2 separate regions of the Gossypium hirsutum genome follow, and region 1 is linked to region 2. The links are chromatin contacts, called in public Hi-C maps. All regions are on one chromosome and are shown on one strand. Each heading gives the region's core, a stretch centred on a gene start, on an enhancer-like site or on the middle of the called end of the contact. The rest is flanking DNA. Distances are from core to core; before and after follow the strand shown. Region 1 holds the start of LOC107887479. Region 2 holds the start of LOC107887478 (protein DETOXIFICATION 40).

The links. A called contact is a pair of places that touch in the nucleus more often than the background predicts.
Region 1: a contact with region 2 is called in a Hi-C map of leaf, with 2.9 times the contacts expected there. The contact joins the promoter of LOC107887479 here to the promoter of LOC107887478 in region 2. A contact is called at or near these places in 6 of 34 Hi-C or Micro-C datasets (fibers, hypocotyl, leaf and 1 more).

The regions. Positions count from the first base shown.
Region 1 is chrA03:71,728,848-71,734,690 of Gossypium_hirsutum_v2.1, forward strand. It overlaps LOC107887479, which reads left to right and starts at 4,296. Exons shown (of 2, transcript XM_016811738.2): 1 at 4,296-4,929; 2 at 5,611-5,843. The coding sequence starts at 4,606. The coding sequence ends at 5,787.
Region 2 is chrA03:71,557,296-71,563,302 of Gossypium_hirsutum_v2.1, forward strand. It overlaps LOC107887478 (protein DETOXIFICATION 40), which reads left to right and starts at 1,562. Exons shown (of 7, transcript XM_016811737.2): 1 at 1,562-1,967; 2 at 2,133-2,764; 3 at 3,807-3,863; 4 at 3,951-4,189; 5 at 4,284-4,402; 6 at 4,726-4,812; 7 at 4,926-5,216. The coding sequence starts at 1,647. The coding sequence ends at 4,991.

The DNA.
Region 1 (5,843 bases), core at 3,046-5,545, 170 kb after region 2:
ACCTTGTTAGAAACCTCAGCTGAATAACATTCTTAACAACTTTGTGAAAATCTTGGCAGTTGCGGAAGCTTGATTTAAAAACAATTGCGGATACGTGATGTTTTGAACAACAACAGTTGCTTTGGAAAACCGTGTTCTAATACTAGCAATTATAAGAACAATAAATAAAATTTGAAATTTGAAATCCAGAAAATTACAACGGCTTTACTACAACCCACATAAAAACATTTAAAAGCAATAATCAAAACTATAACATAAACAGTGTGTGTGGCTTCCTCCGAGCCCCTCGCAGCTCCGATCCGTCTAAGGCTGGAAATTACCTAAAAGGTTAATAAACGAGGTGAGTTTACGAAAACTCAGTGTGAAATCCCCCTACTATAAAAAGGAACAGTCAGTCATATAAAAAAATTAAAAGTCTGGCCCCAACCTTACTTACAGTTTCAGTATCAATTGGGTCTTAGCCCACTATAACAGACAGTACCAGATGGGCTTTAACCCATTACAGAATAAGAAACATTATCAAAACTAGAATTAGAATCAGAATCAGAATTAGGTGAAAAAATTAGAATCAGAATCAGTATCAGGTAACAGAATCAAAATCAGAATCAGTATCAGGTAACAGAATAAAAAATCAGAATGTAAATGCAATCCCAACCCAATCCAGCCTATAACCAACCGCTACACTCCACCCGTACCAGCCCTACACTCCATGTGGGGAATAGCTCAACCCACCCAGCCCTACACTCCATAGTTGCAGCATTGCTGCTCAGTTATCAGATATTGTGACAGAGTCACCAGATACAGATATTGTGGCAGAGCCACCAGAACAGATATTTGTGGCATAGCCACCAGAAACAGATAATGTGGCAAAGCCACTTAACAGAATACGTGGCACAAAGCCATCGATAACTGCATTATGTTAGGCACATAGACATCAACTAGAGTAACATAACCGGCACACAGCCTTAGGTAAATGTGATCGACACAGAGTCGTCAATAGCCATATATTGGCACATAGCCTTAGGCAAATACGTTTGGCACACAACCATAATCAGGTTGGCACAGAGCCATATGTAGGTTGACACAAAACCATAATCAGAAGGCTTTAAGCCATCGGTAGCTGTATCATGTTAGGAACATAGCCATCAACGACGGTAATATAGTCGGCACACAGCCTCGGGTAAATATGATCGGCACTCAACCATTGATCGGTCCATAGTCGTCTTAGGCGACCCGTGCGACCTTATCAAATCAGTACGGATATACGGCTCTTAAGCCTTCGATGGATCCACAGTTGTCAAGCAACCATGCAATCCTAACAGATCAGATCTTCCTCCGTACAAAATCCCAACCCATGCAACATGTCATGTATGCAGAATGTCATGCTCATATTTGAATCAAACAATCACAGTCAAGTCATTCATATACCAACATATATTCACAATCAAATTCGTCAACTACACAGTCCAAGTTAGTCACTTGGCCATAAGGGCAAAACAGTCATTTAACACCTTAAGGGCAAAATGGTAATTTTACCCCACAAGGTATCTCAATAATTCCACCTTACAGGGGTATTTTAGTAATTCTACCCTACAGGGGTATTTCGATAATTCTACCTTACAGGGGTATTACGATAATTCTACCCTACAGGGGTATTTCGGCAATTTTACCTTATAGGGGTATTTTAGTAATTCTACCCTATAGGGGTATTTCAGTAATTCTACCCTACAGGGGTATTCCGGTAATTCTACCCTACAGGGGTATTTCGATATTTTACAAATCGAGAATATTTTGATAATTTCACAAATCAGGGGTATTTTGGTAATTTTACAAGTTAGGGGTATTTTGGTAATTTTACAAACTAGGGGTATTTTGGTAATTTTACAAACTAGGGGTATTTTGGTAATTTTACTGATTGAGGTATTTTGGTAATTTTGTAAACTAAGGGTATTTCAATAAGTTTGTAAATCGAGGATAAAACGGTAATTCTGTAAATCGAGGGTAAAACGGTAATTCTATAAATCGAGGGTAAAATAGTAATTCTATAAATCGAGGGTAAAACAATAATTCTATAAATCGAGGGTAAAATAGTAATTCTGTAAATCGAGGGTAAAACAGTAATTCTATAAATCGAGGGTAAAATAGTAATTCTGTAAATCGAGGGTAAAATGGTAATTCTGTAAATCGAGGGTAAAATAGTAATTCTATAAATCGAGGGTAAAACAGTAATTCTGTAAATCGATGGTAAAATGGTAATCCTATCTTATTTCAGTAATTTTACAAATCGAGGATATTTGGGTAATTTTATAAATCGGGGGTACTTTGGTAATTTTACAAGTCCAGGGTATTTCAGTAACTTGGTAAACTAAAGTATTCTAAATAGGGATAACAATACGAATAGGCCTAAAGCCTATTCTCGGCCCAAATGGGCCCACACACTCGTGTGGCCCTTTTAGCCCAAATCTAGCCACAGATATGAGATTCACCTAGCCCAGTCCAATATTTACTACACAATCAAACAACTTATCCAATTGGGCCTGTAGGCCCATTGGGCCGACATGACCCCTTCCGGCCTCGCGACCCAAAGTAGCCATCCTATAGCTAGAGTAGTGAGAAATACACACCTGATAGGAGACTGGAGTTAATCCACGCTCTGAGCACTCTTAGCCGATGCCCAACCCAAACGAGCACGCCATAAAGCGAAAGGGATTAGCCAAGAAAGGTACCTTACTCTCCTCATGGTTCTCTCTATTTAAAGCCAGCTTCGCATCCACTCTTATGTTAGCTTCCCGATGTGGGATCCCTCCAACATCAGAGTTTAAATTCAGCACCAACTCTTGCCACCCCTGTTAGCAAAATAAATGCTCTTTGCTTGCCATGAGATTCGAACCCATGCCTCCCCTTAAATTCTCCACACTCTACTTGCCACTAAGCCACAAGGCTTTTTGTGTCACAATTTCTCCAACAATATTCTTAAGGCCTACCTACTACACCCAGGGTTTGATTCACCTTAAACCAAAATTTTTGCTAGAGTCCAGGTTTGAACCCAGGACTTCTCCAACACTTCTCAGCACACTTAACCACTAAAACAAGCCTTCATTAACGAAATTTTCACGCACAACAGAATATTATAAGCTGCCTTCAACCGCTCCCATGCTCAAGGCCCAAAACTTCTAGGCCCAAATTCAGGGTGTTACATACCCACAAACATTCTTACTCACAATACACATTCCAAGCATACATATATATAACCATACCTTAGCATCACATTACTTAATCACCATTCATCATATGCTTGAACTTATCAAATTCCATACCAGCTATACATACTATCCTCAACCAATAATCATACATTCACAGATATCCTTTAGTAATTACTCATATAGTTACACACATATCATAACATACCTTTCATGTTCTTGGCTTCATATTTCGTTTAGTATCCTACAGATCTCTTTGCATAAATAATACATATGCAAAAGTCAACAGAGAGACTTACTTGATTCTCAACTACTGTAGTTCAAAACTTTAGATCCAAACTTCTATCGCGCAATTAGCAACAACTATTGCTATAGAACATGGAAACCCATCAAGATCTATTCATATACCTTTTTTACTATTATTTCTAACGTTGGAAATCCCCAAGCAAGGCATTATATCTTTACCTTACTGATCTATCAGATCTAACAGACTTTCTCTTTCACAACATAACATGCAGAGTCATAAATCTTACCTTGACATGGAGTAATCACTGGTAAAAATCCAAATCTGCATCTCTCGTTTGAAAGAGAAAGAAATATTGTAGGTTCTTTAAGATTCAGATATCAATAATTCTGAAGAAAGAAGGAAAAACTTTCCCTTTTTCTACCCTTAATATCCACATATTTAACTTGAGTCCTTATTAGAACTTAACACTTGTCACAACTTTCAGGACTGCTTTTATAAATGGTTTACAGTTGTAGAGAGAATCTAAATAAAAATTCAATAAATTATATACTTGGTTCTTCTATTCTTTCCATTTCTAACCAAATTGTTTTTAACATAACTAGTACAGTAACTCAATGAACTTGGTGTACAATACATTCGGCGATAACTCTAACTTACAAAATTCTCAATACTCTTACCAAACTCTCCTTCCTTACAACACAACACATTCTGAGTTCGATCCTTACATAATATTTTAATATCTAGTATGCGCCCAATCTATACGCCAAAATAACAATAAGGCGGATAGGTTGTGTCTCCTAGATTAATCTCAAACTACTCTCAGAACTTAGAACCCACCAAAACTAAGTGTTACAATTAATGTGTCATGTCATCCTATTAAGGGGAGTTAACAAACAATTGACCAAAATATAACAAATCATTGATGTTTGTGATTACTAAAAAAAGTACTTTTAAACAAAGTTAGGGACTGTAGTTGGTGTAGTTTACCTTGTTTCTATTGTTTAATTAATAGCATATAAATTATTGATAAGCAAAAGAGGCACACTTGTAAAGTAGAGTTGACCATTTCAAACCATCTAAATGTTTTCAGAAACTTAGATCCAATTAATATTGTTCCCCTAAAATTTTATCCAAAAAAATTCCATATTGAAACAAAAAATGGGAATTTTATGCAAGGTAGTTGATATGCTGCTGTTGGTGGCGTTTATGGTGATGCTTGTAGCCGGACCTTTAATCGATGCGCAGCTGGTTTTGCCGGAGACCACTTTCCCGGAGGTGCTCGTCCGTTTGAAGCAGCAATATGCGGCGGAGTACCAAGATTATTTGATGGTGGAGAAGCCTCATTTCTTCGTGGCCTTGGTCTGGTTGGAGCTTATTTTCCAGTGGCCTCTGGTTTTGCTTAACATTTATGGGATTTTGGCATCCAAGCATTGGTTCCATACCACTTGTCTCATCTATGGTGCCTCTGTTATTACTGCCATGGTAAATTGAAAACTTCCTTTGTATTTCAACCTTTTTTTCTATGATGGGGGATTCTAAATTTTAATGCTTTAATAGTATTTTTTTTATTAAACATGGTTTAATCTTATTAATTATTCTACTTTGAACCCAGAAGGGATTTCTATTTATAAAAAAGGCCAGTGGTTACTTAACAGTTTGTTAATTCTTTAGCTGAAAGTGAAACTATGTAGGATTTGATCTTTGTTTCTAATGAATATGTGTTTGATTAGTACTTTGAATGTTTTATTGTTGGAGATGAAGTAGTGCATAGAAAAAATAGTTGTTATAATTTGAAAGGGTGTATAATTGAAACTTGTTTATCAACATTTTCTTTCTGCAAGTGACTTTTTTTCCCCTTTCCCCTTTTAAAGAATGTAAAGAAATGGAGATTCTTACCAAATTGCTGCTTTGAACTTTTATTGTTTATCACTATTTCATTACTTAAGCAACCCCAATCCCTCAATCCAACCTAAAGGGCTTTTAATTTTAAATGATAAATAATGTTGGTTTTCCAATTCCAAGAAAAGGATTTTAGGCTTAACATGATCAAATGTTAGCACAATTTTGTCACTCTTTATTATGAGTTTGTAGGCTTAATATATTTCTGAAAAGCTATTATGTCACTCCTCAAATATTGTTTTGTTAATTTTGTGTGAAATTCAGACCGCTTTATTAGGGGAGCTGATGGGATCCCAGAAGGCATCAGATAAATTGTTGACAGTGTACTCTCCTTTCATGGGACTCGGTGTTTTAGCCTTCCTGCGAGGGCTGGTTCCAAACTCAGGCAAGGCTCGGACCATTGGCAAAAGACCTGCAATGGCTAGGGAGAAAAGGGCTTGAGCCTTGAAGTTGAGTTTACAAAACACATCTTTTAGACATTCTTGTAATCCTCTTAT
Region 2 (6,007 bases), core at 312-2,811:
TCCTTTCTATTTATTTATTTTCCTTATTTTGTCATATTTAAATTTATTTTTCTCTTTCCTTCCCCCTCTCTTCTTTTATATCTCTATACTATTTGTATATGTAAATATTTAAGTTTATAAATTTCTAATATTTATTTTTATTTTTCTCTTAGTTTATTCAATAGAAATATTAAATGTATAATTGTATGTATTGTTATTTTAAAAGTCGGTATAATTTTTTTATGTTATTTTAAAAGTTGATATAATTTTTTAACTCATAATTTAGTATAGTGTAATATTTTGCAGGTTAATTGTACAAGATAAGTAACCAATTTGTAATGATTAATTACAACAAATAATTATAACATGCCAAATAATTTAAATTACATAAAAATATATCTAATCAATCTAAAACACACATAACAAATAAATTACATAAAAATAAAACATTCTTTGTATATAACATAAATAAGTTTTTTTACTTCAATAAACATTAAAAATAAATTATAAATCAATAAAAATTTAAAATAAATACAAACATACCTTAATAACTCTTTTTAACCAAATAATACCTTATAAAAATTAAATTCCAATTAAATCAATGATAATAATAATAAATTAAATTTTATAACAAAAAATTACATTTTTAACACTTTAATTATTCTTGTAAAAAACTAGAAAAGGAAAAGAAATAATAATTACAGCAATTAAAACAAGGGTTTAATTATTCTTCCTTAAATCTTAAACTTTCATTCCTATTTATTTTTTTCCTTATTTGTCTCTTTCCTTCCCTCACTTTTCTTTCTTTTTTTCTTTCTTCCTTTCCTTTTCCCCCCACCCTCTTTTTTTTTTCTTTTCTTCTTCTTTTTCTTCTTTCACGATAGCAGTATTGGTGCCGCCTATGGGAAGGCGTGACCGGTGCTGTCTCTGGCACACCCTTCACAACCTTTTTTTTTTAGATTTTTGTTTTTTACTTTTTTTTAACAGAAAAAGTAAAAAAAAAAATCAGATCCAGGGTGGTCACGCCACTGCCATAGGCGGCACCACCCTAAAATGTACCATTTTAATACATATTTTTTTGTTGTATTATTTAAGTATTATTTTATTTTTTTATCTTATTTTTGTAAAAATCCGAAATGTTAATATGATGTTTATGGCTACTAAATTTTGAAAAAGAATCCATAGAAAAGAGAATAATGAATAAGAAAACGACATCCTAGATACATAAACAGTGACGTAAGCAATTAATAATACAAGTGCCCAAAAGCAGATCTTCAAATTGGTCTTTTCTTCATCAATAAAATAAAAAGGAAAAACCAACATTTATTTGTGAAGTTCAATGATTTCGTGCACTTGCTACCAATTAGAGTTCGAGGCCACAATTAAAAGTTCGATTTTCCATACTCGTGATATCATTTACATTTTAAAAAATATCAATAAAAATAACATTTAAATGTAAAATTATTTTCCTAAACTATTAATTGGTTACCCTTTTTTTTTCTAATTTATGAAATATATTTATAAATTTCCAAATCCAGCTCTCATTGTCATTTAAGCCGCCAGCGTTTCCTCATAAATACATAACTTAAAGTCTCTTATGTTCTTTCATCAAAAAAAAAAAAAAAGTCTCTTTTGTTCGGCTGACAGCCATAACTGATCAGCCTACAATGGAATCCCTCCACGAAAACGCCATCGGAAAACCTCTGCTTCAATCACAAACTTCGGATACGAAATCCGAATCAACAAGTTCGGAGCTTGAGGATGTATTGTCGGACGGTAACTCTTCCTTGTTGGAGCGTTGGGGAAAAGCGACATGTATCGAATCGAAACTCCTTTTCCACTTGGCAGCGCCGGCTGTCATTGTTTATATGATCAACTATCTCATGTCTATGTCCACCCAAATCTTCTCCGGTCATCTCGGTAATCTTGAACTCGCCGCCGCCTCCCTCGGAAACACTGGCATCCAAATCTTTGCTTATGGCCTCATGGTACGTACATACATCACATGAACTATTTTCTTTTCTTTTTCACATTAGAGATTCCCAAAGATTGCATCTTGATGGTAATAGATAGAATTAAAAACACAATAAAATCACACGCACGTATAAATGAGGTTACTAGTCGCAATTGAACTAAACTCCGGGATCATGTAGTTAGGAATGGGGAGTGCAGTGGAAACGCTTTGCGGGCAAGCCTTTGGAGCACACAAATACGACATGCTAGGCATATATCTTCAAAGATCAGCAGTTCTCCTCACCTTCACAGGGATTCTTCTCACACTCATCTATGTCTTCTCTAAACCAATCTTATTATTACTAGGTGAATCGCCTGATATTGCTTCCGCCGCTGCAATTTTCGTCTATGGTCTAATACCACAAATCTTCGCATACGCCTTAAATTTCCCCATTCAGAAATTTCTGCAGGCTCAGAGCATAGTGGCCCCTAGCGCTTACATATCCACAGCCACATTATTCATACATCTGCTGATGAGTTGGGTCGCGGTGTACAAAATGGGGCTTGGTTTGTTGGGTGCGTCCTTGGTGTTGAGCTTGTCGTGGTGGATTGTGGTGGTTGCTCAATTTGTGTATATAGTGAAAAGCGACAAGTGCAAATATACATGGAATGGGTTCAGCAGTCAAGCCTTCACTGGCCTGCCGGGATTCTTCAAGTTATCGGCGTCGTCGGCGGTGATGTTGTGCTTGGAAACTTGGTATTTTCAGATTCTGGTTTTGCTTGCAGGGTTGCTCGAGAACCCAGAATTGGCTTTGGATTCACTCTCCATTTGGTAAGTAAGTAGAAATCATTTAAAATATTGAATGTCCTATAGAAATAGACTCGTATATTCAGAAACTAATAATTCACTTTCCATTGTCTTTTGTCTTTTTTATTTTCGAAATGTGTGGGTGCGTTTGTTTTTTTTTTATTTGCGCCTATTATTTTCATTTGACTCCGGCCCTTGATTTTGTTTTTTTTTCTATCCAATCCAATATTGCTTTCAAAAAGAAAATATACTGTAGGTAATAAGTGACTAATACTAGATTCTTGTCCTATATCTACTGCTTAATTATGTCCATATCAGACTAATATTATATATCATCTTCACTACAACACAATTAGATTTTAGATTAACAGGTAATAAAATATTAATTCCTGTCCTAATAATATTTTCTTTATTTTACGTGCTTAATGAATTTGAACAAATTATTGTCTAAATTTGCACAACCATATGTTTAAGTGTTTTTTTAATGATAATATTATATTTTTTATAATTTCAAAAGAAAATTATATAAAAGTTGCTTGTTAAATGAATTCCATGTATTTTAGAAAATTTTTAATTATTTTTCTTGGATTTTAAGATTGTTATTTTTTATTTTACATATTTGGACCAATAAAAAAAATCAACTTCGCTAATAATTTTTAAATTTAGATGTCAATTAAAATTTTTTTCTTTTTGAAAGAAATCACCTGATGCGGAGTAAAAGTCTGATACAAAGCCTTAAATTCGCCTTAGCTTGCCAACAATTTCACATGCATTGGCTAGCTTGGGCGGTTCAATCAACCATTATAAAGCCAAGAACATAAAACAAAACCCTAACTGAACCTGTCCATCTCAATTTCCCCTGCATCAGTTCTAAAGCCAAATGCCTGGGTTCTTTCATTTCAAATCATCTTCTCTTTTCTTGCTTCCCAGGTTCTTTACTGGCTCTAAAAACAAAAGATTTAAGTATTAAATAAATATAAATTGTGGAGGGTATATATTAACCCTAAAAAATTTAATTAAATTGGTTTGGTAGATTAATAAATTTTCAATGGGTCATTATTTTCAGCATGACGATATCTGGATGGGTGTTTATGATTTCGGTGGGGTTCAATGCCGCAGCAAGGTTAGTCATCCAATTCGATATATACATATTCTCCTTCGAATTAGTGCCTACTATAATTGACAAAAGAAATGAATGGAAATGGAGCAGTGTAAGAGTTGGGAACGAGCTAGGAGCGGGACATCCAAAATCGGCGGCGTTCTCGGTGGTCATAGTGACGGTACTTTCATTCATAATCTCGGTGGCGGCGGCAATAATAATAATGGTTCTACGTGATGTCATTAGCTACGCCTTCACAGAGGGTGAAGTGGTGGCGGAGGCTGTTTCAGATCTCTGTCCGCTTCTAGCATTAACCCTTATCCTCAACGGAGTTCAGCCTGTTTTGTCCGGTAATAACATTTAATTCTCTTCAAGAAAAATTCAATTGGATCATCAGTTTCATCTTTGTTTTGATATGTATATGTATATGTATATATATAAAAGGGGTGGCAGTTGGGTGTGGATGGCAAACTTTTGTTGCATATGTCAACGTGGGTTGCTATTACTTTGTCGGGGTTCCCTTGGGTTCTCTTCTTGGCTTTTACTTCAATCTGGGTGCCAAGGTACTCACTTCTATTTTCTTTTTCCCCTCAAATTTTGTTTGTTACTTGCTGTGCTATATATAACTTGATATTTAGTTTTTATGTTTTAATTTGAATAGTATTAATAAATTAAATTAAAACATGGCATTAATAAAAATAAATAAATCAATTATTGCAAATTAAAGAGAATTTTTTTTAAGCTGAATAGTATAAAGACAAAAGCTTGTATTTGACCATATGTTTTAAATGATTTGTACTTCAAATTTATTAAATCTTATATTTTTGGTCGAGTATTAAATTGTATTAATATGTTGTTCGAGTTAAAATAAATGGTTTGGTTTCAGGGAATATGGTCAGGGATGATTGGTGGCACAGTCATGCAAACCCTGGTCTTGATTTGGGTCACATTTCGAACTGACTGGAAGAAGGAGGTCAAATCATTTAAATATTTTTCAATTAAAACAAGCATAATTCTACTTCATGTAAATTTCTGACATTTCACTGCCTCTATTTATTCCCCTTTCTTACTTGGATTAAACGGCAGGTTGAAGAAGCTAGAAAGAGAATGGATGCCTGGCAGGTTAAGAAGGAGGAGCCTCTTTTGAAGTAGACACTTGATTTGAGATCTTGCAAACCCCCCGCCCCCCTCTCCTCCCTGGCCTAGTCCAAAAATTTTCCAACCCAAGACCCTCAACCATGAATTCGCCTTCCCTTGATTGAGTATTCTCATTCAAAATGCTGAAGCATCATTCCAATACTAGATTCATCGCCTGTATGTACACTTTACTGAAAGTGACTGCCATTTCTATGTCAATATAAAGAAGAATTCCTGCAACAGGATAAATTTCTTATTTGCACAAATAGTACGAAGTCATATATATTGAAATTGCACACTGATTTGCGAATGTTGCATTTTTCTGTCAAAAGTGGTATTGCAATACCTGTTTTAATAGAACTTTGAAAATTGTATAGCAGAAGTAACGATGGAGCAGTTTGGATGATGATCCTATCTCTACAGACTCTAATTCAGAGAATAAATCCACTAAACAATTATCACAACACATCCAATAAATATAGCCTTAACTATCCAAACACATGAGGATAAAAGCAACCCCATTGTAAGCAATTGTTTGCAATCACTCTCTCTAATTTATCTCACATACAAGTGAAAATAACTCTTCAACAGAAGTTAAGAAGTATGAGGTGAAGTTACCCTCAAAACGTTCTCAAAGTGAACTAAATAAAACACTCAAAAACTCATACCAAAGTAAGCCAATAGATAGCCTTTATAAAAAGTAGTATATATGCGGTTATTTGTCTTGGATAATCTAATCCTATCCACTTGAAATATGAACTTTGAATAGCCTTTTGAGTAATCATTAAATTATCCTTGATTCGAAAATTTGATAAGATTGTTTTAATCTCCCCTTGTTGGCCCGCTAGCTTGAGCCCTTGTGTAGCTCGAACTCTTCAAGGTCTTTCAAATCAGTTTTCTTTATAGCTCCTTATTAATAATTCTTAAATATGCTGATTATTTCAAATATACAAAATTATTTATTACAAATATATAAGTTAAATTTTCAATCCAACAAGATATGTGTATTAACTCTTGCAATTTTCTGTTGA